Regions from separate parts of the Anser cygnoides genome. Here region 1 is linked to region 2. Evidence: chromatin contacts called from public Hi-C data. All regions are on one chromosome and are shown on one strand. The core of a region is the stretch at or near the end of the contact, and the rest is flanking DNA. Distances in the headings are between cores, read along the strand shown.

Region 1 (6,247 bases), core at 3,642-6,141, 160 kb after region 2:
CTTCCAAGAGAAGTTTCCCGTGTCACCAGTGCTAGAAGCTACTTACAGCGATGAACACCATCCTCATCCACAGCTTCTTGCCACAATAGCAACTACAAAACAACTGCTGGTGCCAACTAGTTTTTCTCAGAGTTGCACTAGGTGCCTTCTTGCTCAGACTTGGGAAATTGCATTTAAGAAAAAACAGCAACGCACAATTGCATTGGTATAGAGAGAAGGGTATACAATACCTTCGTTGCTACGGGAATCTTTATTTGGTAGCACCTCAAATGAAACTCTAATGAGTTCAAGGTACTAACACACTGCTTTACTCTAACCGTTTCACAGTACTTGCAATTAGTTCTTGAACACCTATCTATAGTCCACAGGGGCCGCTACCTTTTGTATCACAGGCAGCAAACTAAGAACATTTAAGACAAGCAGAACTGCATAGAAGTGATTATTCAGTGGCTGTACAGAAGGCAGAGTGTTTCATTGTCTCTCCTTCTTGTATCTTCAGAATCACTGAAGTAATTTGTTCTAGGCAGCGAACAGCCTAATTAACACTGCTCATCTGTCTTCAGATTCTACCTGAATCACAGTGTCGACACAAGTGTCGAGTACCATTACGGCTCAGTTTCTTGTAAAAATTCTCCATTTCAAAGGCAGAAGTCTTCCCTGCTGCAGTTCTGTCCTGCGGTGCTATCAAAAGGTATGGACGTACGTGAGGACTTCTAGCCAGATGCTGATCTCAGGGATTTCCCACTCACTGTTACTGTTGGCATTCTAATAAAAGCCAAGCAGCAAGAAGAGAGACACGTGTTAATGCACTTGACGTTTCCAGGCAATTTCATACTAGTTTGGAAAAGTTCCAAACGTTGAATGCGTCAGTCAGGTTTACTCGCAGATAGTATCCTTGAAGGAAGATCACAGTTAGGCAGTGCTTACAGACCTCATAGCAGATGAACAAAGACTGCATTTTAATGGGAGTCCACCAATCCTTAAATAACATCTGCATTAAGACAGACATCATTATTAGCATTTATTAGAAAAAGTGACCAGATACCACTTTTTGCCACAGCATTAGGCTTTAGATAACAGCTTCTGAAAGACTTATTTCTTCTATATTCTGCTTGATAGCAAAAAGCAAACTTTTTTCCCAGTTCTCTCTACATCCTCATTCATATATATTTTTATTGTACATGTATATGTGTGAAAGAATCTGAAATCATCTCAGAAATTTAAGAATGCCACTGGCCACAGAATCAAATACAGTTGCTGTGATGATGGAATACGCATGGGTTGCACACTGATTATTCCACGTACCGAACTGTGACCTAACGTAGGGACCATTCACCAAGTCATCCTTAACCCTCTTCAAACACAAATACACAATGGTATAAAAAAATTTGCTTTATAGAAGATTGACAAATAATTTCTAGTGAAAATAATCCAATATCTGGATTATTATGATTATTAACATCAAAACTCAAATTTTGCTTTTTCCTGGGGGGAAAAAAAAAAGAGTAATGCTAGTGTTATATGAAGATAATTTACAGAAAGTATTACTTAATAATAAAAGGTGAAGGGGTAAAAATGTTCATTTTATCACCATGTACACCAAGGTAATGTGTAGATACACATATGCCTACATGTGTACATATATTTGTTACCTTACTAAATGTATTTAACACAAAGTTTATTTTAATCTTGCCTACTTCGTAGATAATTAAATGCGGTATTTTGATCATCCTTTGTCACGTCAGTTAACAACTTTGCCAGCCCAGAAATGACAACTTTCACATTTGGTTAAGTTTAATTAGTTTTCCTTAAGCCTTTTAGTTGGAGAAACAATCAGAAGTGCCATAAAAATAAGCTGTAGTAAAACAGTATGTTTCTACAAGCAACAGGCTTTTAAAACAACAAAATAAAACTGCCAGGGAAAAACTGTTTGTTCAATCTGGTGTGGGCCACTGAAGCACAGATCGTGCGTATTCAGCCTTTGAGAGTCCCTCCAACAGTCGCTCGGCCTTCAGCACACCCTCAAACCTAGACGTAGAGACGTGATGGACAGCTGAGCATTAAAAGACACGCACGCATTCACCTTCCACCAGCTGCAGCCCTTCATGTGTTATTTCATGACTGCACACCGCTAACTTCCTACTCAGGGGAATTGTCCGTGCTCAGGTGGTTCGGGGTACCAGAAGCAAGCAACTCGCAGACCCGGAAAGAGATGTTCACAGCTTTTAGCTTGCAAACAGTACCTATCACCTCAGTTAACAACCTCACAACCTCATTGTTGGCTTAAAAAAGTCACCGCGCTCATATCCTCTCAGATCAAGGTCACTGCCCTTCAGGGTACAGCGGACTAGTACACACATATGAAATAAAACGTGCCTATGCTGCCGAAAAGCCACGAACTAGTTCTTGTTCTGAAGCACTCTACATAGTGCACACATTAGAAGCCTCTGATATCTACGGCTGTAGTGTTAAATTTATACCTTAAACCTAGTTCTATCTCCAAGTTGGCAAAATAGGCAAAAAAAACCAAAAAACAAACAACGTTGAGACTTACAAAACCTACTTTAATCTCAAATGCATTTCAGAATTCATTCATACAAGTTGTCAGCACTGAGGAATCTTCTTGGACATCAGTAGGAACTAGACCGCACGTTTCTGTTACTGTTAACTGGAAGGACATTTCCTACCCCTCAGCTTAGACTGCCGGCGAAAAAGAAAATCGCAGTGCTGAAGCAGTGGACTCAGCAGGCCAGGTTTCAGTAACTCTGGTACTGGCACGACAAGTCAGCCCGTCCAACTTTTTCCAACAGCGTTCTGCCACTCCTCCAATACACAACATTAACTGAAACAAACCACCCTTACGGCAATTACTATATAAAGCAAACTTTAGCTAACCTAAGTTTTTGCACTTTTTATAGTACTCAGGGCAATGGAAAACTGAGAATATTCAGCAAAGAAGCTCTGTAACCGGTAGAAGCAGATGTTTGTAACCAGAGCAGAACCATTACGCATCACGAGCAGAACCATATACAAGTTTTATAAAGCCAGAGGCTAAAACTCATGTATAAAGTGTGACTCAAACTACAGTCAGTCAAGAGCAAAAAGAAGCTCTTTATCACCTGGGTGGTTTAAAAGTGACAGCTGAGTAATTGTAAAACAACAAACTTACATCTCCATGTTGAGTCAAACTCAAGATCCTTCATGTATTGTGCTCGAGCTCTACGAATTAACATTGAAAAAAACTCACCAAATTCGTGGAGAAGCATTCCCCGTCTTAAAGTGATCCGAGCACAAGATAAACTAGTGCCTCCAGTTTTATTTTTATTAGAGAAAGCCTAAAAACATTCTGTTTTAAGACAATTTGGATGAGAGAGAGAGATGATGTTTTTCTGAGGCCACAAAGTTCTTGTCCATTCTGCATAATCAGAAGCAAACTTTAAGTCACGTGGAACATAAAATAAAATTGGTGTATTTCTTATGTGGGCCATCTATCACTCTGGAGGTCAACGCATCAGTAACTGTAAACTACTGAAATAAAACCTGTTGAAGTCTGACATTGTAACTTTTAGTAAAAACCTAAATAGTACCCCGCCCTCCCCCCCCCATTTCTCTTGTCTCCTCTAAGGAAAGCAAACAAAAGTTATTATATTCATTAAAAAAAAAAGAACAAACACTAAAGGAAACATTTGGAAGAAGTTCTTGGGAACTTTTCCAAGCCTTCTCCATATGGCAGAAGAGGATGCTATTTTTTTTTGGTGCATATGCATCTCCAAGTACAGCTTCCCAAAAACGAAAAAAAGAAAGAGACGTGGTTTACCCTATATGATCAACCAACTAACATTGGATTTTAGTCACTGACATTTCATTTAAGAAATCCACTCTTTACGTTAAGAAAGGAAGAAACCACGACAAACTGACTAGAGGCTTCCCCTGTTCTCCCATGCACAAGAAAGTTTGAACACCCAAACTGTAAAATTCTGCGCTAAACTACAACTCACTTAAAGCTCTGACCCAAAGGAGAGTTAAAAGCTCGATGCGTTAACGATGCACAAACACGACACCAGCCACTAGAGTTAGCTTTTTTTCCTGAAAAAAAAGATATGTGAAGCCTCACAAGCGGTTGTCCAACAACAAGGGCATTCCGATCCACCACACGCTTATCGTTTGGGCTGGAGCAGCCACGACAGTTTGTTCACATTTTTATAAAGCGATTCTTTGCCAGCGGCAAACTCAGTCGCTGATACCAGATATCAGTAACGCTTTGGGCTCTCTCCCTGCTACCTCGTTCTTCCCGAAAAGTTGCTCTGCAGGGAATATTACGGGAGGAGAGGGGTTAGCCCCACCAAACCGTGCCGCATTCAGGTGCCAAACGCGTTGTCAGAGCCGGCCACGCTGCGGGCCGGTCCCCCAGCCCCCCGCACGCTCCCCGAGGAGCCCCAGGACGGGCAGCGCTGCGGAGCACAGCGGCGGCGCCCCGGCGGCCTGCCAGCCCCCTGCCAGCCCCCTGCCAGCCCCGCTCGGCGTGGGGCAGCCCGGGACGGGCTCCGGAGCCGCCCCGTTTTGGGAGCCGGCCGGCGGGGGCGGGCAGGCCGGGAGCAGCCGCACCGCCGGGCCCTGAGGGAGGGGAAGGCCCCGCCGGGCCCGGGCCGCCCCCCGGGCGCTCCCCATCCCCGCCGCCGCTTTACCTGGCGCCGTCCCCACCATGGAGCGGAGCCTCCGGTTGTCCCCAACGCCGCCTCCGCCGCCGCCGCTGCTGCTGCTGCCGCCTGGGGGCTTCCTCCAGCGGCTCGCCGCCTGCCTCCGGGGCCGAGCGGCGGAGCGGGCTCAGCGGCCGCCGGGCCACATGTCCGCCGGGACGGGACGGGGCTGCGCGGTACCGGCGGGGCCCGCGGGGGGGCGCTGCGCGGGGAGGGAGGGGAGGAGGCGGCGTGGCGGCCGCCAGCGAGACGCCTCCAAACCGCCCCGCCCGCGGCGGCATTGTGGGAAAGGTCCTCCCGGGGCGGGGGGCGGCACCGGGCGGGGAGGCGGGGCGCGGGCGGGGGCACGTGACCCGCCGCCGGTTGGCGGGGCGGGGCGGTGGGGGGGGGGGAGGCGCGGGGCGGGCTCGGGCGCCCCCTGCTGGCGGCGAGGCGGAGGGGCGCGGCCCGGCCCGGGCGGCGGTGGCGTCATCACAGCGCGACGGGGGGGGGGGGGGGGGGGGGGGGGGGGGGGGTGTGAGGGTCAGCTCCCTCGTTCCTTCACAGCCTTCCCTTCTTCGCTATTTTAATAACCTGAACCCATCTCGGCCCCTCGTTTTAATAAACTCAACCCAAAGCAGCCTCTGTCTGTTCGTTATGCGAGTGTGGTGTGGCCGATGTGGCGCAGCGGGGCGATGAGCACAGCCCTGCGTATGCTGGGGGCGATGGCTATGGCCATGGCCATGGCGATGGCGGGTGAGGGACGAGGGGGCGGTAGGGTGATGGCCGCCCGCCCTACCAGGCTGCCCGGCCAGGAGGCGGTGGCGGGCTGGGGCTTGGTGGAGTGTGGCGGTGTGGCTGTTGGGGCACGGTGGGGCAAGGTGCACGTCGGAGTCTGTCTTGGGAGAGTGGTGGCACCTCGTTATGGAGAATATTAATTTAGGATTAAGTCAGAAGAGCTTGAATTAAGTAAGAGCAGCCCGTGGGGACAGCGCGTGAGGAGAGGCAGAGGAAGAAAGGGAAGGACTGGCTTCATTAGCGGGCTGCAGGGAAATGTAATAATAAGCAGGTCTCTAGCCATAGGTAGGAAAGCACAGACAGAAGAAAGACGACGAAATGTGTAAGGTAAGTCTGACTTTAAGGGTTACTAAGGTTAATGAACTCCATCATCTGAAGAAAGGAATGAGCTGTTTTGAAGGATGAGATTAAAGAAAGCCCTGTTGCAGACTAAGACAGATGACTTTCAGTGATGCATCTTGAGTAGACTGAAATCTTGAATGACCCTCAAACAAGACACTGAAGCAGTTAAGAAGGAGGAATGGTGAGGGAACAACAGCACTGTGTTCGACTATCCGGTCACAGAGGTAAGGTTTTGTTGCAAGGAGGCCGTGGTACACAGAACTGCCGTATGTTTTTACTCACTATTGAGTCTCGTAGTTAGAATGACTCCTAAGTCACTTGAGACTCAGAGATGTAGAGGAAGCCTCGGTATTCGCTGTTTCTGTCACAGGTCGTGAAGACGTTGCTGTCAGCTCCTCTTGCTGCACAGATCACGTTGCGCAGAGGAGCCA
Region 2 (6,061 bases), core at 1,939-4,438:
ACAATTAAATGACTTCAAAATGCATTGACAGGTACTATACAGAGATCAATAAATAGATTAAAAAAAAGCAGCAGGATTTTTTTTATCTTTTTACCTACATTTCATCCTCGAGCCTTTAATACGCAACAAGCTATAATTCTGATTCTTAAATACTAATATAATATTGGTACGTTAATAATTATCACTTCAACAATGAAATAGGTTAACACTTTTATTTAGGCATCATTAAAACGCATGCAATATTAAATCAGGTAAATCAGGAAAAAAAAAAAAGCCTTAATTCATAAACCCTTTCTCTGCCTCAAAGGAGAGGGGAGCCCCCATCACCACAAAAACAGCCAAACAGGTGGTATAATACAAATATAGCTTCTCAGCCATATCGCATGGGATCTCCATCTATTCCAGGTACACGCTAAAGAAGCAAGCTACAGAAAGGCAGACATCGTTAATGTAAAACAGCAATTATTACCAAGCTGGCATCACAAGATCAGAGTCCAATACAGACATTTTGTACCTTGGTGCTGGATAGTGTTACTTGAAGCATCAGCCTAATAGCCGGTTTATTCATAAGGCACGCACTAAAATGAAACAAACAGTAATTAAGTGCTGACAGTGACCTAGTTAGCTACACGAGGAGCCAGCTCGTCCTGTCATTCAGTACAGGTTCGCCAGAATCCCATAGGCACGGTCCCCTCCGCCCGGGCTGCGCGGCCAACAGCGCCTCTCGCCCGGGCAGCCCCGGCCTCCCCCGCCGGGCCGTGCCGGGCCGTGCCGGGCCGCCGGCCGCTCCCGCAGCCCCCGGAGCCCTCGGATGGGGGCGAGCTGGGCCCCGGAGCCGGGGCGGGCAGCGCCGAGGCCGCCGCCTGCCTTCTTTTCCCTTCCCTTCCCTTCTCTACCCCTCCCTTCCCCTCCCCTCCCCTCCCCCGCGCCGCAGCTCCGGCGGCTCGGCGCTGGGCTGAGGCAGCCGCTGACTCGCTGGCTGCTCGCGTCCCCCCTCACCTCCCTCTCCTCCCTCCCTCCCTGCCTGCCCCCCCGCGCACACTTTGTAGAAAAGTCTCCTCTCGGCGGCGGGAGGGCGGTGAAATCCTCCGCTCTCCTCCCTCCGCGCCGTAACGCGAACGAAGCCGCCGCCTTCTGTTCCTCAGCCTTGGCCAAGTCGGCGTTTTGTTGACAGGCTCTGCCGGGCACAAAATGGGGCTGCTGCCGCTTCCATGGGCGCCGCCATTTTGTGAGGAGCCGCCGCCGCGCTGCCTGCAGCCGGAGCCGCAGCCTCAGCCTCAGCCGGCGGCGGCCCCGGGCGCGGCGGAGCGGCGGCGGCCGGGGTCTGTGTAATGGTTGAATAAAGTGACCCCCTCCAGGGAATCCCCAGCTGACGGTTACGTAAGGGACCGTGCGCAATTGCCGAGCATGGAAACCCACCTCGCCCTGCTACGCAACTCGCCTGTCCTCCCCTCTCTGCCACCCACTCCCCTCGCGCGGGGCGAGGAGAGCCACTCACCTCTGCCGCCCGCCCCTCGCCGAGGGGAGACCCCCCGCTCGGGAGGAATTCGGAGGCGAGATTAAAAACCACCGCCCTCTCCCGCGAAGGAAGGTTTAGCTGCGTGTGCCTGAAAGAGCGATTTGGACCCCTCAATCGCTTGTTTGTTTTAAGCCTCTCCCGTTCACATTATCCTGGCTTTGGGAGCCTATTGCTGAAATAGCAGAAACTCAAAGTGTCGCAGGCAGGAGCCTGCTGCAGGTCTCGTTTAAGTCTGGGGGACGGGGGGGGCACCCAAGGCTACAGTGAATAGACACTGCACGTCTTACATTGAAATTGACGCACCACCAGCCCATCCACACAGAGAGGGCAATTGTCAATATTTACTGATTGGAAACCGAGGGATTTCTTTTCTACCCCCCCTGCCCCCCCCCCATAAGTGTGACCCAAGGACAAATCTTACCAACCATCTTGCTCTATTTCTGTCTTTTTATATTCAAGCTGAACCAGCATTCAAGACAAAAAGAAAAACAAAAAATCCTCAAAAAAATGTTTTATTTCCTGAAGTTAGTTAGTCCATGGAATAGAAAGGAATTATAGTTCTCCCTTAAGTGCTCACTTGGGGCCATAATGTGCCATTGATTTCAAAACAGAGCTCTTTACTGACTTTAATGAGGAGTTCTGCTTAAAGAAAACTGAAGGCCCAATCTGGCCTTGAATTTCAGTGTACTGCTTGTGAGGGACCAACATTCCTTCAGCACCCCTTAAACGGGGACAAGCGCTCACCTGAAGCTCTGTTTACTTGTAGGGAAGGACAAACGCCCGCCTGGACCCCCACCGCTTTACCTGGGGAGCAGATTTTAGACAGAAGGCACCGCTGGCTGCGCAGGCCCCTTCTCGCTCCCACCTGCTCCGCAGGTGTGACCGCAGTGCAGGTACTCTCCTGGGCTCCCAGGCGCTGGATACACGTGATGAGGAAAATATTTACAAATACTGCACACGCCATATGCAAAGGGGAGAGCGGGCTGCCGCTTTTGGCTACCGCCAGTCCAGGGTGAGGGCCTCGGCCTTTCTCCTTCAACAATTTTACGCTGTATGTCCTGTTTAGTGATATACAGAAACATATATGTGGCTTAGATCGAGTAGAGCAGTCCTAAAGCTCTTTGCTTACAGGGCAGAGTGTCTCTGAGAGAGAAAAAAAAAAATATTTATGGAGCGAGGCAGAGTTCAGGCCCCTGCTGGCAAACCTCCCCGGGGCACCCCTGCTGGGGAAGGCGCCCCGTGCTCCTCGTTGGGGAAGTTTGGAGCCCCTCACGGCCCGAAACGAGGGGCTCCCGCCGCCCTTGCCGCACAGCGCCTCCCCACCCCCACCCCGCGCTATCCGGGGAGATTTCCTGTCCTTGGAAACACCTCGGGCTGGGGGACTCCAAAGTTTTTCAAAAGTCAAAATCCGCCAGTGCCCCCTTCCGTTGTTGTTTTCTCTCCCCTTGAACTCGAGGCGCTCGGCGTTAGCCCGATTAAAAAAAAAAAAAAAAAAAAAAAAAAAAAAAAACCGGCCCCGCTCCGCGAGCCCACCTCTGCTGCCCTCCCCCCGGAGCAGCGAGCGGGGAGAGGCCGCCGTGGCGAGCCCGGCGCGGAGGGCGCATTTCCCCGGCCCCCAGCCCTGGAACAACCGGTAGTAGCCGTTTTTTTCCTCCCCTCTTCTCCCTCTCCCTCGCCTCTTTCCGCCCGGCTTTGTGTGAAGTTTGCGGCACATTGCAGATGAGCCCTTAGCGGCGAGAGGAGCCTATTGTTCCCCGCCAGGAACTGCTTGCTGGGGCTGCGCTGGCTTTTGCCTTCGGAGCTGCCTCGTGCAGTACCGGGACCGGCCTCCGGGGCCCGCTGTGTTGCGCTCTCGTCCAGGCAGAAGCACGGCGGCCTCAGATCTTTTTGTCTGAGAGAGAAGAGAAGTGAATCCTGCTGCCGCCGCCACCGCCGCCGCCGCCGTAGCTGTACAGTGTGTGTGTGTGAGAGAGCGAGCGAGGGAGCGAGCGAGGGAGAGGGAGATCGCATGGAGCCGCGGCTGTAACACACACACACTGTCAATACCTCACTCCGGCTCCCCCCCCACCCCACCACAACAGTAACCCAATTCATTGTGTGATCCAGCAGCACCATGTTGAGTCTCATGTGCAGGCTGGATCGGTTGGGTTTGTGGTGCTGAGAGAGGCAGCAGCAGCGGGAGGAGGAATTACTGAGAGGTGCCCCTCTCCCTCCCTGTCTCTTTGCCTGTGTGTTGTGTGGAGACAGGACTCGCAATTACCACACTCTCTGGGCTCCCTTATTCCTTTTAAACTTTTTTTTAAACAAGCCCCTCTCCATGGCTGATCCCCGGCCGAGCACGGGCACCTGGGTCTCTTAAAGACAAGGAGGAGCCGGGGATTGTTGTTGTTGTTGTCGGCCGTTTTTTTTTTTAAATTGGATTTTTTTTTTAAGAGGACCTTTTTTATTACAAAAATGGCAAATTCGACGGGTAAAAACCACGCAGACCAGCGGAGAAAGGGACTCGCTTTCCTGGACGAGCTGCGGCAGTTTCACCACAGCAGAGGGTGAGGAAAATGGGGAGATGGAACGGGAGGGGGGGAGGCTTTTAAACCGACCAGATCCAACTTCCAGCCCCTTCCCTGAAGGACACGGCAGCCCCAGCGAGGGGAGAAAAGGGGGCAGAGCTGACAAGTTGTGGTGTTTTGTGTGTATCTCCTTTGGCAGGTCTCCTTTTAAGAAGATCCCTGTGGTGGGTGGGAAGGAGCTGGATCTTCACGCTCTCTACACCAGAGTCACCACTTTAGGCGGATTTGGGAAGGTGAGTGGAAGTTTTAATTTGGCTTTCCCTCCCGCTAACCTCTTCCCAAAAGTCTCCTCTGACCCCCGGGGGCGGCGGGGGGAGCCGGGGTGGCCGGGAACCGTCCTATTTAAAGCCGGTTAGAGAAGGTGGGGGGTGGAAGAAGGAAGCAAGCAGGCAGGCAGGTTGGTGCCTTGGCCTTGTCGGCGGAGCGATGGAGGGGGATCCGGGGGTACGGCGGACCCCCTGGCCGGCCCCCCCCCCGCCCCCGGCCGGGCCCCGGCCCCCTGCCCCCCGTCGCCGGGGGAAGGCGAGGGGGGAGCGGGGCGTTTGGGGCCGTGAGGGGCAGTTTGTTTCGCTTGTGGTCGCAGCTTGTGTGTGCGCCTCTGAGAGGGAGAGACAGAGAGAGGAGAGAGTCTGAGCGCAGTTTTAGTGCAACTCAAAATTAGCGGGCATGTTTAACATCGATAATCGGCACGGAGCATGGGCTAGGGAACGATCCTCGCGGCCGGGGGGGGGCCAGGCGCTGCCCTCCGAGCCCTTCCCGGGGAAAAATAACAAAAGGGGCACCCAAGACGGTGTGTAATCAAATAGCCATCTTTAGGCTTCAAGGCTAGGGACAGAAATGTAGGCCTCAAAAGAAAGGCCTCTCTGTGGCTGGGGAGCTGTCGTGGGGGGACCCATCGGGAGGGCTCCCCCGCTCCCCCGCACCCCGCAGCCCAGGGGGCGCCCCCTCCCAGACTTGCCTGCATTATTTTAAACTTCTTTGGGTTTTTAACGGACCGCGGTAGGATTTAAAAGGGGGCGACAGAGGGACTCCCGATTGGTTATTGTCCAGGCAGTAAAAACAAAAACAAACAAACCCCAAAACAATGCGGGCCCTCCCGGCCGTGCCCCCCGAAATAAAACAAAATACAATAATCGGGGAAAATGTCGGCGAGGAGCGGGATTGTTCCCGAAGGGGAAATATTAGCGGCTGTTAGTAACAAATACAGTCCCAAATCCCATATACATTCCTATTTTTTTTTTCTTCTATATATATTTATCTATTTACTTCGTGGCAGCTCGTGGGTTTTTTTTTTTGCGATGTTCGCTGTCGACGGCAGTGTTTGTGTGTACGTTGTGTATCTCGGCCCGTGTGTTGTTTTTGACAGGTATCTGAGAAGAATCAGTGGGGAGAAATTGTAGAGGAGTTTAACTTTCCCAGAAGTTGTTCTAACGCTGCCTTCGCTTTAAAACAGTATTACTTGCGGTGAGTGCTATCAAGCTGTTGCAGTAGTATTTTTGAGTGTGGGATTATATTTGGTTGTCGGTGTGTGCAATAATAAAAATACCCCTACTCTTAAAAAAAATGCTACAAAATAAACCAGAAAGGACTTCTAATTCCTTATTTGTCTGCTGCAGTGATCACTTAAAGGTAATTATGGTCTGCAGTTATTTTATTTGTATTTTACAGATGCAAGCCTTAAACTTTCAGGGGATCCTAAGTATATAAACAATCCATGTCAGAGCCATTTTAATTGATTATTTTAGAACGGTGGTACTAAAGGACAGTTACTAAGAGATCCTGTTATTGTAGTTACAGAAACTTAGTTAAATTTTTGAACCACTGAAATGTGTTCCTATATGTAAACTTGTTTACTGTTCAGTGGGGTCAGACATTGAAGGAAAATGCATCTGTAGGAAGATATCCAAAGCAGTCTAAATTATACTGTTATCAATTACCAGCAGCATACATTATGTTTTATTTTAGAGTACAAAGA

Evidence for each region. Hi-C and Micro-C count contacts between places; a contact is called where the count stands out from the background.
Region 1: a contact with region 2 is called in a Hi-C map of liver, with 4 times the contacts expected there. The contact joins the promoter of SCAF11 here to the promoter of ARID2 in region 2. A contact is called at or near these places in 2 of 7 Hi-C or Micro-C datasets (both in liver).

The regions. Positions count from the first base shown.
Region 1 is chr1:33,905,406-33,911,652 of Taihu_goose_T2T_genome, forward strand. SCAF11 (SR-related CTD associated factor 11) reads right to left here and starts at 4,892. Exons shown (of 15, transcript XM_048065904.2): 1 at 4,686-4,892. LOC106045624 (a long non-coding RNA gene) reads left to right here and starts at 5,206. Exons shown (of 4, transcript XR_001212892.3): 1 at 5,206-6,040; 2 at 6,187-6,247.
Region 2 is chr1:33,746,588-33,752,648 of Taihu_goose_T2T_genome, forward strand. ARID2 (AT-rich interaction domain 2) reads left to right here and starts at 3,189. Exons shown (of 21, transcript XM_048065822.2): 1 at 3,189-4,065; 2 at 4,226-4,319; 3 at 5,453-5,550. The coding sequence starts at 3,974. LOC125182998 (a long non-coding RNA gene) reads right to left here and starts at 1,413. Exons shown (of 8, transcript XR_010829349.1): 1 at 1,041-1,413; 2 at 515-578.